Regions from separate parts of the Canis lupus genome. Here region 1 is linked to region 2. Evidence: chromatin contacts called from public Hi-C data. All regions are on one chromosome and are shown on one strand. The core of a region is the stretch at or near the end of the contact, and the rest is flanking DNA. Distances in the headings are between cores, read along the strand shown.

Evidence for each region. Hi-C and Micro-C count contacts between places; a contact is called where the count stands out from the background.
Region 1: a Hi-C map of blood shows a contact between it and region 2, with 2.3 times the contacts expected there. The contact joins two enhancer-like sites. A contact is called at or near these places in 2 of 9 Hi-C or Micro-C datasets (amygdala and blood).

Annotation. Positions count from the first base shown.
Region 1 is chr23:3,148,097-3,150,843 of UU_Cfam_GSD_1.0, forward strand. The region is part of intron 1 of SNRK (SNF-related serine/threonine-protein kinase); the gene reads right to left. Among named protein-coding and RNA genes, the nearest start is that of SNRK, 11 kb to the right of the region's middle. Within about 2 kb of position 1,290, at least 2 of the 20 cell types and tissues checked have an H3K27ac peak or open chromatin away from gene starts, as enhancers often do. A contact at or near this core is called in blood, where this site is marked.
Region 2 is chr23:3,088,738-3,091,437 of UU_Cfam_GSD_1.0, forward strand. All of the region lies in intron 11 of ANO10 (anoctamin-10), which reads left to right. Among named protein-coding and RNA genes, the nearest start is that of SNRK, 70 kb to the right of the region's middle. Within about 2 kb of position 1,319, at least 10 of the 20 cell types and tissues checked have an H3K27ac peak or open chromatin away from gene starts, as enhancers often do. A contact at or near this core is called in blood, where this site is marked.

The sequences.
Region 1 (2,747 bases), core at 40-2,539, 59 kb after region 2:
TTCTCCCTGGACTCCAGGATCACGCCCTGAGCCGAAGGCAGGGACCAAACCGCTGAGCCACCCAGGAATCCCCCTGATGATTTTTCAATAAAACATCCCACAAAAGCTAAGTATTTGCCTTTTAAAATTATATCAAGATGACCTTCTTTCAAATCTACCTTTTTAAAAAGAACTAAATGTTCCTTCACATTTTTTCCTTCTAAAAGTAATACATTCTTACAGAAAATCCGGAAAATACAGACTAGAAGTAGAAAGAATAAAAAGGCATCCATAGCCCTACCACTGATGATAAAAACTATCAGTATTTTGGCGATCTTTCTGCAAATATTTACATACAGCTTCTTCTTTATTCTGTTTTACAAAGATGTGATCATTCTATTTATAACTTTATCTACATTCTATAGATAACTTTAACTTTTTGACATAAAAGTTATGTCATAAAAGTCATAAAAGTGACATAAAAAGTCACTTCTAGTCTTTTTTTGCCTGATGTATTACTTTCATTCGTTTTAGTATTTTATTTCTATGATGGAGTTATGAAAGAAATACCTGTACAATATAGGAAAATATACAATTAGAACATATAAACTGGCAAAAAGAGAGAAATTTTTTTCAAAACATCAATTTTTCTACTCTCTGGGACAATCTCTGTTAACAGTTTGGTACACAGCCTTTCCAATTATTTTCTACATGTAATATATGCTCAGACACAACTTTTTAAATAAAATGTAATATATGCAAACATAGGAACAGAAAGAGAAACAGGTCTATAACATTTTAAAAGTAATTCTCTCTACAAAACAAGTCGATACGAATTCACTTTAGAAAATTTGGAAAATGTAGAAAAGCACAATCTGGGGGTAGGGATAGAGAAATCACCTGTAATTTCATCTAAGCTAACCTCTCTTCAGCTATGAATACATATCCTTTATACCTACATTTCTTTACAAAGCTAAGATACTGAATATGAAGTTTGATACTACTTTTTCCTCTACTTTATATAATGAACATTTTCCCATGCACTTGCTTGCATATCAGTATTTTTAATGGCTACATAACAAATATGACATCTTTTAAAACAGCAAAACCACTAAATTAGGCTATTCTAAAGTAGTCACACAAGCACATAACTAGGCTGGACCTAAATGAAACCAGCCAACTAGTCAAAAGTGTTTATAATATGGAAATTCATGTTTGAGAAACAACTCCCAGTATATGTTGCAAGAATATACTGATATCCTCCCAACTAAAGAGAAGCAAACTGAAGTGTACGGGTGTGGCTGGAGAAGAGGAAGGAAGAGTGGGTGGCCCTACACACATTTTGCAAGCTGCTGAAAACATTTGTAGAACCAGCCTCTGTTAAATCTACTGTCAATTTGAAATTCACCCTGTTATTCTTCTCGAAATTCACTTTCAGATTTTCACTGACATCACCACCACTGCAGTGTAGTCTGTGTATCAAACAAATGTCTCCTACTCACATCTTTGGGGAGGACAAAACAGAATACTGAACAAAGGTAGCTCTGCATGCCCAATCCACAGCATGAGAAAGTAGAGGAATGGAACAAAAAGGGCCATGTGTTTTCCTACATTTTATTTGGGATATTATAAATTTCCTCCTAAAATCAGACCACCAATATTTAAAATATGTAAAACCTCTCCCAAAATTAAGTGCTTTTAAAAAAAAATCTGTGCTAATGAATGCTCTCGAGGACTTTTTGCAAAGACACACTAAAACTGCATTTAAGCTTCTTACATATGGAAATATTCTGGTTATCTTTTACAAATACCAAAAATGCAAACTGTAATTTTTACTCATGGAAAATGCTAAACTGCATGCTGATAGAAAAACTAAGTGGAGGAATTAACACTGTCTCAGTGAATACTACCACCCCGATCTTACTGCTGAAATTTCAGATACCATAACAAAAATGGCATAGGATGAAAGGAAGACAGTAGACTAAATCCTCTGAGAATATCAACAACCTCCTGGTCAAGCAAAATAAACACAATCCTACATGCAGTTGCCACTGCTGTTCCCTTTATCCAAAATAAACAATATTCTACATTTCTAGAATAGCACTCCTCTTCCTGGGAGTTACCAATATAAGCCATAAATCAAAGATGAAGAAACCACAAATAGGCCAAGAGGTCCTAAGTTATGGAAGGATCAGAGTTTTTCACTGGATTGGCTGGATATTACAGTGTAGTTATCATATACTATTATGTGGTTATCAGGCTGCACTCACTGGATGGATTCAAGATTGGAAATTACAAATTAAAAGGTTAAATTCTTAAAAAAAAAAAAAGATTTATCTACTCATGAGAGACAGAGAGAGAGAGAGAGAGAGAGAGAGGCAGAGACACAAGCAGAGGGAAAAGCAGGTTCCATGCAGGGAGCCCGAGGCGGGACTCGATCCAGATTCTAGGATCATGCCCTGAGCTGAATGAAGGCAGACGCTCAACAATGAGCCACTCAGGCATCCTGGTTAAATGATTTCTTATGAGAAATGTCCAAATAGGCAAAATTGTACCTCCAAATGTCTAGGAAAGTATTTTCCAAGGGAAGGTAACTTCCTACTCAAGTATATTCTGCAAGTACTCTTCCAAGCACTCAATTTTAATGGACGGGGAGCAACCAAAGTGACCAGGAATGGCAGGCTGAAAGGACTGTTCGGCTCTTCAGACAGCGACTGGGTCACAGATGTAGATCAATCTCATGAAGCGTTGGTTTACATAATCCTTAT
Region 2 (2,700 bases), core at 69-2,568:
TTGGCGCCTGCCTTTGGCCCAGGGCGCGATCCTGGAGACCCGGGATCGAGTCCCACGTCGGGCTCCCGGTGCATGGAGCCTGCTTCTCTCTCTGCCTGTGTCTCTGCCTCTCTCTCTTTCTCTCTCTCTCTCTCTTTCTCTCTGTGACTATCATAAAGAAAGAAAGAAAGAAAAAAATATTAAAACCTGGCTTGGAAAAAAAAAAAAAAAACCTGGCTTGGGGTGCTTTGGGATGGTGTCAAGAAGTCCTAGAGACCAGCAGTGGGCTCAGTGGATGTGCTTGGTGGATGGGGTTGGCAGGCCCTGCGGCCAACTGTAGACGCAGGAGGAGGACACAGAGGCATCCCCTCACCGGCTCAAGTTTTGATGTGAGCAACCAAGTGGTAGTGGCCCCTGACATGGGGTGCATGGGAGAAAAGCTGGTGGCTGGGGTGGGGATGTGGGACTCAGAGGCCGGTGTGTCTGACAGTCATCTGCCTTCACATGTTTTCATCAGATGTTGAAATGAAGCAGGTGCTCTGGAGGGAGAGGTGACATATGTCATGGCCCCAGGAATGCCCAAGGTTCCCCAGGCGCCACTGCCCCTGCATCCACTGCTGTGGGGCTTATGAGAACCCGAAAGCATTGCCAGGCCCAGGGCATTTCATCATTATATTAGAATATGTCCAAAACACTGCTTATTTGAGGGAAACTTTCTTTTAGACGTAACAAATAAAAAATATTGAGGCACCCAGCTGTCTCTGTCAGAAGAGCATGTAACCCTTGATCTTGGGGTTGTGAGTTTGAGCCCCATGCTGGGTATAGAGATTACTAAAAGAAATTAAAAAAAAAAGTTTTTGTGAAATGTCCCACTCTTTACTTTTTTTACCTGAACCGTCAGACCCTTGTTTACTTTTGCCCTGATTCTAGTGACATGACCGAAGACAAGTTGCTTAGCCTCAGCCTGGTCAGTGACACACAGAAAACCTCACTGGTGCTTACAGGGGGTGCACAGGCATAGCTGTGTGTGAGGGAGGCTTCCAGTTCTGCTCCTTCCTGCTCACCAGAGCTAGAGACAGAATCCTCCTGGGGGAGCCCTGTTAAGTCAGAATGGAGGTGAGTAGGGGACCGGTGATGCCAGTGCTCTGTCACCAGGCCTGCATAGCCGAGGCTGGCAAGATTTGGGGGAGCGGGGTGCTGCAGATGCCATTGCTGACCTGAACTGGCCTGAGAACACAGTTCCTATCAGACCTGTTGCCCCAGGACGCCCTGGCCTGTGAAGCTAGCAGCTGACTCCATGGCAGCCACTGAGCTCTGCCCTGAGCCAGCTCCTGGCCAGTGGAGCTTCCAGTAAACAGGAAAAGATGAATGCACAGGCTCTTTTTGTCTGTCAGCCGGGAGCTCCCAGAGCTGTGTCTGGGAGTAGTTGCTGCTTTTGAGGGGAAGGGGTAATAGAGTAGCTGCTAACAGATTTCAGATTGGGCAGGAATGTAATCCACTGGTTGTGGTTTCCTGAGTGCTGTGAATAGAAGGATCCCAGAGCTGATTGTGGGTTCAGCCAGAGAGTCTCTGCGACCAGTCCAGGAGGGGGCAGGGGCCATCTCAGGTCTGTAGAAAGCACTGCAGGTCTCAGGAAGCATTTCTGTGCGTCTCTGCAGGGAAAAATGGGTCCAGTTCTACATCCTTTCTTATGTTCAGCTGTGCATTTGGACAACACACTTAGTGATTAGGCTCCTCCTATAAATATTATTAATAGTGATGCAAGTCAGTCTATGCTTTTTAAAGAGCTATCTGGAGCATGAGTGTTTTAATGAGTCAGGAATTGGGGAAGATTTCATTCTCTTCATTCTGATGCTTTTTGTAGGGAAGAAGTCAGCGCTATTATCCTGCTTGTATTTTTAGTAAGGTTTTAATTTAAGAATCCCTAAAGAAGCCAAGGTATTTTTTGTTTTTTGTTTTTGAAAGGGTTATGTTGCCCCCTTCCCACTACATCTCCCCAGGCAGGGCTGCTAAAAAGCAAAAGAAGTAGGCCCCAGCTACAGACCAACGAGTTCCTGTAGAGGCCTGAGTCTGCATTTAAGAGACTCTCCAGATTCTTAAGTGGCCATAGGACCAAACCGTCAATCAGGGTTCTTTCAGATTAGGAAGTCTGTGCTTCTGGAGTTCATTCTGCCAATGCTCGTCATCTGCCCCGAATAGAGGAGGAAGTGGGGAGCAGACTGGGTTGGGGCCCAGCCCCTTGGCACCTCTGCACCAGGAGGGTGGGGTACTTCTTCACTGAGTTCATGACAGCAGCTGGAGGGGATCTAGATCTGTGAGCAGTGCACAGTATCTGGGTTTCCTGAGAGAAGCTGCCTCAAGACACTGTGGCTTCTGACTCCGTCATTCAGGAGGATTGGCAGAGGTCTGCCCATTTGCACAGGACAGGTCTGGGTGTCACTCGCTGGTCTCAAAACCAGTTTAAGTCTCCCTCTGTGGCAAGCAGGCTGCTGCAGCTTGTTTCTTCTAAACTGCTTGGGTGTTTCTCTGGGCTTGGGCCACAGGTTTGAAGTTCTGCTTCTGCCACTGGCTCAGCATGTCCAGAGAGGAGGGCAGGAGACCCAGGGAGACAAGCCAGGCCTCTGCTGCCCTCAAGCCAGGGTGCTCAGTCCTGCACTGGCAAAAGGTTGGGGAGCACAGGCCTTCCCGCCCACCGTGGGCCCAGTTTTCTGTGGAGGGCAC